3 separate regions of the Zea mays genome follow, and all the other regions are linked to region 2. The links are chromatin contacts, called in public Hi-C maps. All regions are on one chromosome and are shown on one strand. Each heading gives the region's core, a stretch centred on a gene start, on an enhancer-like site or on the middle of the called end of the contact. The rest is flanking DNA. Distances are from core to core; before and after follow the strand shown. Region 1 holds the start of LOC100273973. Region 2 holds the start of LOC541912 (tonoplast intrinsic protein 3). Region 3 holds the start of LOC100274554.

Evidence for each region. A called contact is a pair of places that touch in the nucleus more often than the background predicts.
Region 1: a contact with region 2 is called in a Hi-C map of ear, with 3 times the contacts expected there. The contact joins the promoter of LOC100273973 here to the promoter of LOC541912 in region 2. A contact is called at or near these places in 10 of 25 Hi-C or Micro-C datasets (bundle sheath, ear, endosperm and 4 more) and 1 of 3 datasets of contacts at active chromatin or transcription factors (leaf).
Region 3: a Hi-C map of leaf shows a contact between it and region 2, with 5 times the contacts expected there. The contact joins the promoter of LOC100274554 here to the promoter of LOC541912 in region 2. A contact is called at or near these places in 7 of 25 Hi-C or Micro-C datasets (bundle sheath, ear, endosperm and 3 more).

Annotation. Positions count from the first base shown.
Region 1 is chr1:234,059,823-234,062,627 of Zm-B73-REFERENCE-NAM-5.0, forward strand. LOC100273973 reads left to right here and starts at 1,477. Exons shown (of 15, transcript NM_001360507.1): 1 at 1,477-2,100; 2 at 2,622-2,681. The coding sequence starts at 1,586.
Region 2 is chr1:233,908,213-233,911,137 of Zm-B73-REFERENCE-NAM-5.0, forward strand. LOC541912 (tonoplast intrinsic protein 3) reads right to left here and starts at 1,591. Exons shown (of 2, transcript NM_001111575.2): 1 at 1,314-1,591; 2 at 307-1,185. The coding sequence starts at 1,467. The coding sequence ends at 539. It also overlaps the pseudogene LOC103643418.
Region 3 is chr1:233,759,297-233,762,284 of Zm-B73-REFERENCE-NAM-5.0, forward strand. It overlaps LOC100274554, which reads right to left and starts at 1,402. Exons shown (of 15, transcript NM_001148909.1): 1 at 1,095-1,402; 2 at 95-153. The coding sequence starts at 1,312.

The sequences.
Region 1 (2,805 bases), core at 227-2,726, 150 kb after region 2:
ACCAAATTTGAGAAATGAATCCATAATGCACCACCACATTTTGGATGGAGTAATTCCTCAAACCAAACACCCCCTAAGTTTCCAGAGCGCTGCCGCTGACAAGGACCTCCATGTCCTCCGATGGCAGCCCTGGCGGCGAAGATTCAGATTCACTGGTGGAGCAATACCCTTGCAGCGCCCCCCTATGCAGCCTTTGAACATGCTGGTATGAATCTAATGCTTAGTTACTCTAGTCCCTAACTATACTGTATCTATCATATATTCATGGAGTGTTGTAGTCATTGCTACGATTCTTACCATGAAACTGGGAACACAATAACATGAGAATACGATGATAATCAGGTCTAGATTTTTTAAAAAAAAGAGGTAGTCAGTCCAAAATCAATGTGTGTCTTCCTAGAATAACCGATGGCTTGACTAAAAAATTATCATTAACACTTGTAGATTACTGATGCTTTCTATTCAGTAACTTGCAGTTAACACAATAAGCGATGCTTGTTTTTGTTGAGCACAAATGGAATACTAAACCTCATTCGTCAAGCACGAAATATGATTGTGTTTGGAAGATAATATTGTGTTCAGGTATTCAGAATAACATAAGCTGATCACATGATGAGTTCCGAGGCAACTCAATCAACTCTAATGTACTGGGGAACTGTTGTGAGATGATACCATTTTGAGGGGAAAACAATTTTAGGAAAACCCTTAATACATAGTTTTAGGGGAGATTTTTTAAAGACTTTGGAGTTGCTCAAGCTATATCTAGCAGCTTATCTATCTCATTTTCTATTTCACTCACTATTTTAAACTCTACTATATAAATAATACAATCTATAGTGCAAAAACATGTCTATTCATGCTTGGCTAGAGATAGCCTTAGTGTGGACTGCGGTGCATGCGTCTGCGTCCGTGGTGAGAATTATTACTTATTGGGCTTTATTGGCCGACTGTCGAAGGATGACCTAGGACGTGAGATAAGTTCAGAAGGAGAAGCGACCTGCCTTTGTTTTGGTTTAGTAAGGACAAATGGACAATCACATGCTGATCTCCGCGATCTGGTAAACGAACACAAGAGATATTTATTTTTGTTAAATTTGTTAAAGATAAAGAAACGCACAGCAACCATTATTATTATTATTATGATCCGAAATCACGGTATATTATTATATATATAGTAGTAGAACAACAGATTTTAATTTTAAGGCATTGAGTTCCGTGAGTACGGCCATGTTCCCAGTCGTGGCGCGCGACCGCAGCCAGGCCAGGAGCCAGCAAAGCGAGCAGTCGACCATGTACCACGGAACGAGAGGAGAAAACGTCTGAAATAGGCGAGGGATCACGGCCGCGCCCGCGCAAGCGGCAAGGCAAACCCTTGTGTTGGTCCAGCCGCCCCTCGCCCCGCCGCACCAATCCCCCACCCCATCCCAACGCTATCCGCTGCCCTCGCCGCGCCCCCCTCCTCTTCCACCTCGTCCGCCACCCTCCCCAATCCATCACATCCCACCCTACCCCACCGGCCCTGCCGCCGCCGAGGAGGAGGTGTCCCCACCCCCGTCCGCAGAGGCAGCAGGGATCTCTACCGGGCATGGAGCTGGCGCTCGCCTCCGCGAAGCCCTCGCCTCGGGCGGCGGGGGCCTTCCCGCCACTTATCTTCTCGCCGCTTAAACCATTCCCGCTCCTCCGCTTCCCGCCGCGGAGGACCGCAGCGGCGGCGCTGCGGCTCCGGCTCCGGCTCCGCGCGGCTGCCGCTGACGCGGGCGAGACTTCCCCTGGCGAGGAGGTGTTCGGCGCGCGGCGGGAGCTAACGGGCATCCAGCCGCTGGTGGAGGCGCTGCCGCCCGCAGCGCGGACGGCGGCGGAACTGGCCGTCGCCGCGGCAGCCGTGGCGGCGGGATACGGCATCGGGCTCCGCGCGGGTGGCGGGTCGCGCGCCGTGGCGGTGGCGGGGGCGGCAGTGCTCTGCGCGGCCAGCGTGGCGGGAGCAGCTGCGGTGAACTCCGTGGTCCCAGAGGTCGCCGCCGTGGGGCTGCACAATTACGTCGCGGGCCACGACGACCCCACCAACCTGGACAACGGCGAGGTGGAGGCAATCGCGAAGAAGTGAGTAGCTCTCGTGTCTTGTTGCAGCATTGAGTTTATTGGTGAAATGGTTCGAGCTACTGCTGTGTTGCCTCCTGGTAGTCTTGTTGCAGCATTGACGTTATTCTTATATTTGGTAGTGAGCTACCTGGATCCAATGAAGTGCCCCTTAGTTGAGGTTTTTATTTTGCTCATGAACTAAATATTAGTACTTGCAGACATAATATAGTACTGTGATTAGCTCAGCCTTTTATTGTGATACGCACTTGTCTCCCCACTCCATTTCCAATAATTCTTGCACGCTTGTTTATTTGGTTCCCCCATAGTCCCATTGATTGTTGGAATGCAAGTAAATTTTGGTTTAGCTAGTTACATGTATGTTAAAAGAAGTTATATACAATTTCCATATTTGTAAGTTTTTTTTTGGTTTCTTGGGAATCTAAATTGCATAATCAGTTCCCGTTATCTCTTTTGGAGGCTAATTATTGATGTTGCTGTTGCTCCTCTTCATATATTCTTATAATGTGCAATTTTAATTTTAGATATGGAGTTAGCACACAGGATGACGCCTTCAAAGCAGAGCTCTGTGACTTGTATGCCAGGTGTGCTTCTCGGTGCTCTTGTTTTTTCCCCAGCTGGCACATGTGCTTGTGTGCATTAAGTTTTCTTAAATTCTTAAGGTGTCACCTCACCTCACGCTTTAGTCGCTTATAAGCGTAAGGTGGT
Region 2 (2,925 bases), core at 341-2,840:
ATCGGGCCGTGTGCTTAAAGCTCAGACATGGCCTAGGCATTGTGCCGTCCTGAACCATACCCACCACCAATCTGGGCTATACCTCCGATTTCAAGCTTTTGGGCTAGCTCGTTAGACACAACAACACAAATGTACTGTATATATCAGAGCAAAGCTAATGCATTTTTGTAGATCAGAGCAACCCTAATGCAATATATGATCCAACTAGATCAGAATAGTAGGCACTCAAAAAAAAAAAAAAGGTAGGCACACAGTCCGCGCGTTTGGTCTCTACTATGATACGACTCATACGAGACAAATCCTGCATTTTGTACCTGGAATTTATTACATACACATAGTAATTAGTAGAGACGCATATCACCTGATTAACCGTGTCCAACGCTGGGGCGATCAACAAGTACGTACCCTATGCCCCTCATTATTAACCATCACAAGACACCACAATATAATTTCCAACACATGCATAAAAAAATTTGACAACAGGACACGGCCCAACTAAGGAGACGCCGCCGCGCCGGCGCCGGCGCCGGCCGACTAGCTAGTAGTCCTCTGGCGCGAGCGGCTGGTGCGTGTGCGGCACGGCGTCGGCGGGCGGGATAAGCAGGTACTCGTACACCAGCCCTGCGAGCCCCGCGCCGAGGAAGGGGCCCAGCCAGTAAACCCAGTGGTGCCTCCACCGCCACCCGACGAGCGCCGGGCCGAAGACCCGCGCCGGGTTCATCCCGGCGCCGTCGAAGGGCCCGCCCGCCAGCACGTTGGCGCCGAGCAGGAAACCCACGGCCAGCGGCGCGATGGTGCCCAGGTGGCCCCGCTTCGGGTCGACCACCGTGGCGTAGTAGGCGTACACGAGGCCGAACGTCATGACGGCCTCCAGCAGCACGGCGTGCCCGTCGCCGACCCCGGACGCGAGCGCGAACCCCGGCGGGCGCGCGCCCCCCGTGGCGAGCCGCAGCAGGAGCGTCGCGGCGACGGCGCCCAGCAGCTGCGCGGCCCAGTAGAGGACCGCGCGGACGAGGGAGACGCGGCCGCCGACGAGCGCGCCGAAGGTGACGGCCGGGTTCACGTGCCCGCCCGAGACGTTGACGGCCACCGCCACCGCCACGGCCAGACCCAGCGCGTGCGCCAGCGCCACTGCCACCAGCCCGCCCGCCGTGCTGATCGTGCTGTGGTCGTGGTACATCTTCCCTGCACGCAAGCAAACAAATGACGAACCCCGCGCGCATGCACATCGTCGTCTCCATCTGCATATATGCATGCAGTGTGGTGCGGTGCGAGAGGTTGGCGCGGACGGTGAAGCATGCGTCAGTACGTACCGAGCGAGAGGACGGATCCCTCGGCGGCGAAGACGAAGATGGCGGTGGCGATGAACTCGGAGATGGCGGCGCGGATGGTGTCCGGGTGCGTGGCGTCCTCGCTCCGTCCCACCGTGAACCGCCGCCCCGCCCGCACGCCCGTGGCCGTGCTCATGTCGTCCGCCAAAAACCAAGCCAAACCCCTGCTAGCGGCCTCTTCTTGCTAGCTAGCTTGCAGTAGCGGCGTGCGTACCTCCTCCTTCGTTTCAAACAGACGAGCGGGCAGTCAGTCAGGAGCTGCGGCGACGGCCAGCGCGCGCGGCTTATAACGTGGCCGAGCCGCGCGCGGCGCCGCGCCACGTATGGGCGCCGCGGGGCAGCTGGGCGGCACGTCTCACTCTCAGGGTGCCGCGCCCGTCCATGCTACGCGCTGGTGCGGGCCTTGTTCGTCTCTATCCGCGGGGTCCGCGTTCCAGATTGCCAGGTCACGGGCACATTACGGCGAGTACGTGTACGTTTTCCCTGCGGTCTACGGATACATATGCAAGAATCCGTTGTCTTGAGCTTGGAGAGACAGAAGCAGACAACACTGTGAGCTTACGGCTCGCCATGCATGGAACGGCCAGCACGGGCCTGCATGTGTTGGATTGGATGTGAGGGTCTGCAGCTCTTGCTCGCAGCGGCGGATCCAGCATTCATAACCACCGTGTCATAACCACAAGAGCTTGTTCCATTATTCCTATCCCTGTGTATTGGATAAAATTAGAAAAAATATAAAAGATTTTGACTTGTTTAGAATTAAAACTCGCCTAATCTCACTAAATCCATATGAATTGAAAGCAAAACGAACAAAATCTAACAAAGTAAAATAAAAAAGAACATAGTTGAGAAGCTAAGGGCATGTTTGGTTTGTTACCTCAATTGCCACACTTTATCTAACTTTTCTGCCTAAGGTTAGTTATTCAATTCGAACGACTAACCTTAGGCAAAGTGTGGCACATTTAGGCACAAACCAAACATGCCTTAAAAAATATATAAAGATAAATAACATATGAAACACGTTGTTACGGTGCAATATCTTCACTCTTCATCAATTACTAGGTATATGCTCGTGCGTTGCTACGGGCTCAACATGTTATATTAATATACGTGAAATAATTTTACTTCTCTGGTATAGTAATCCTAGCTGCAAAACCCAGGCTCCAATACATTCCCAGCTGATGCAGCAACAACATATCTACAAGAACATTCATCTACACTTGGGACACGAATCAACCAGCAATCGCCCCACATTTATTTGACACCATGCTGGGAGGCGTATACTAATATTTGAACTGCATCAGTTTATTTGAAAGCAGTGAACACTTAGGCGTATACTCAGATTTGAACAACATAACGATTGATTTCAGCAAAATAAGGGGGCATGTTGATTAAAAAATAAGAAGAAAAACATAGATAAAATTTGCATAAAGAGGTACACATGGAAATGTCGTTATGAAAAAAGTTAAACTATATGAAGAAAAGGTAAATATACTCCTAATATCAACAATTCAACATAGAAGGGTTGCCAGCTATGAAGCCTGAACAAAATAGAATAGAAATCAACCTACATAAGTAGTGCTTGATAATTCTT
Region 3 (2,988 bases), core at 152-2,651, 150 kb before region 2:
ACTACCGGTACCAGCAAACGCAAGCAAACGTGGCTCGCTCGGAGTTGCGGATGGAGACGCGGAGTGGGTGGGGCAGGCAGGCAGGCGTGCGTACCTGTCTGCTTGATGAGGTTCTCGTTGATCCCGCAGCCGAAGTGGTTCCAGCTATTCCACCTGCACACCACAACGGAGACCCAAAAGGTCAATGTTTGCTTTTCTTTCGGAAAATGAGGGGGGCAAAAAAAAAGGTTTCACTCTCAAAATTAAAGGGACGGATGTCCCAGTTGCCGTCAAGGACTAGAGAAAAGACACATAAAGGACCACCACACCCACACCTCGACCGCGTCCTCCTAGCTATAGAGAGCTAGGTTATCTGACCAGTGTACATTACAGTAGTAGCATGCAAAGTAATCGTGCCGCTCACGCATGCCAGAGCCAAAACGAATGATGAATCTATCGCCCCAAACGCCACGGAGCAAGAAGGGGGCGCGCGCGAGTTGAGCCATGCCGGAAGGCAAGGAACAAAAGTAGTGGCTTTATTAAACGCTGGGTCAGGACTCAGGAAGGCAACGGAGAATGAAAGCCAACAAACACGAAGCAGCAAAAGTCTGCCGACGCTGAGCGCGGCGAACGGGACGCCGACTGACCCTGACGGCGGCCCTGACCCCGTCTCGCTTCCGACGCAAGCCAAGGACATGTCCGTTCCCTCCCTGACTCCCTCCCTCACCACGCGCCCAAAAGAGTTCATCTCGTCTCGGTTCCCCTCGGTGCCTCCGCCCGAGCACCGTCCAGCGTCTACGTTCCCTTTTTTTTCTTCTTCCCTGGATCTATTTATTTATTCGTTTGTTTGATTACAAACTCGTTTGGTGCTGCTCGACTGTTTGTTGGTGGTGCCATTTGTGGGCGCGTGCAGAGATCAACTGGGCGGGCAGGGCACCACAGCCCACGCCACGACGATGGCGCGGCAACAAACAAACAAACAAAAAAAACGCAACCGGGAACGAAGAGGAGGTGCAGCTACGGCGGTAATGGCGCCGCGCGCGGCCGGCGGAGGAAGGTATAGCAGCAGCGCTGCGCTGCAAGCGATGGCGGGCTGGCGGCGAGTGTGTACGTACCCCATCTGCGGCGTCCGGCCGAGGCCGTTCTCGAACGCGCGGCGCCGGGAGCGCCGGCCGCCCCGCCTCGCCGCGGCCCCGCGCAGCTCCTCCCCCGTCCAGTTGCCGACGGCGGCGGGCACCCTGGCCGCCTCCGACGACGCGACCACGGCCGCGGCGGCCACGACGAGGAGCACCATGGCGAGGGACGGCGTCCACGAGCTCGGGGCGCGCGCCATGGCCGGCACCGGCAGCTGCAGAGTGCAGAGAGAACGGAGGGGGGACTGGGACCGCTGGGTTGGGGTTGGGGTTGGGGCGCGTTGTCAGACACTGGGCACGCGCTTTACTAGACAGGCCGCCGCCTTATATATAGCCGCTGCCACGGTCGCGCGGCAGGTCCCACCGTGTCAGTAAATTTTGCTACGTTTTTTTAAATCTCAAAATACTGTTCTGATAAATACAGACTCGTCAGTGTTTACTTGTGTCGCGGGGCTCCCCGCTTTATCCGAACCAGCTGGCGCTCGTGCGTGAGCGACTTCTCGCCACAACTAGTATATTCGTAGCGGGGCCCAGGCCCAGGCCCAGCAGTCGGTAGAAGGTGTGCCGTGCATCAAGGGTGATGGCATCGCACATGCCACATGGAAAACCCATTCATTGCTCTCGTATCCTACTGGAGTTTGCGTGGCATGCTACAGCTCATGCACAGTCGTCCCGCATGAATTTGGATATGATGTGATGTCACGTGATTGGATGCCGTGATGTTTGTCGGAGCCCCGTCTTACCGTAACTGCAGAATCTACTCTCCATCGGTCCATTTTTTTATCTCGCTGTCAAAACGTGTTTAGCTTAAACCTATAGAAATATTTGCATGGTCTTGAAGTAGTTACTGGCTATCTAATCTAATAATATTAATAGCTTGTATATATTTCATCAATATTACACGTAGTTGACTCGTATAAAGAAGATCGGGGACTATTTTACGATAAAGAAAGTATTTGTGATAAATTTATTATAGAGATATATTCAATGGTCTATCTAATGATATCAATTGCATATCATATATATTGATATTTTTATATTTGATCGAACTCGAGTATATTTGCCCATCTGTACTTTTATTCTCGTTTTTCCCCCCGACATGCCTTCCACCTTTTATCTTTCGCACCGCAAGAGGACAAAGTGGTCAAAAAAGTAATCGCTAGTACAGACTAATTTATTAGGCCGCTTGGATTTTTAAATTTTTGTCCATTTCGACCAACACGCACGGCGTCAGAACGGTGCAGCGCCCTCCGCAGGAATCGTCAGAGTAAAAGTTAACGAAAAGATGCGATCCCATCTCAGCCGCGGTCGGCCTCGGGGCGCGAACGACTATTGCCTGCCTCGGGGCGTTTCATCACTGCGCGCCGCAACCGCAGCACAGGGAGGGAGGAGGCAGCGGCGCGGAGCGTCAAGCTCTAGGACATTGGTCGGCCGGAGAGTCGTGTTCCAACTTGGGGACGTTTGGTTTCTTTAGTACATGGATTAAAGTTTAGTTAGGAAATTAAAATTTAGTTCTTACCATATTTGTTTCTATAAACTAAAACTATCCAAAATACATTAAATAAATCATAAGATAACCAAAATACTCCTTAGTATTCTTCTATTATTAGTGCAAAATAAAGAAGATATAAATTGTGGAATTTATATGGTTTTAGTCTCTTTCAGTCATCCCTTGAGGAACTAGAGACTAAAACAGTTTAGTCCATGTTTTAGTCCCACCGTTTGGCAATTTAGAAATTAAATGACACTAAAATTAAAGGACTAATCTTTAGTCTCTCAAACCAAACACCAAACGAGGCCTTATTAGACACAGCCCTTTGCTTCTCATCCTCGTCCAATCCACTATGTTTACTAATTACGTCAATACATTTGATTG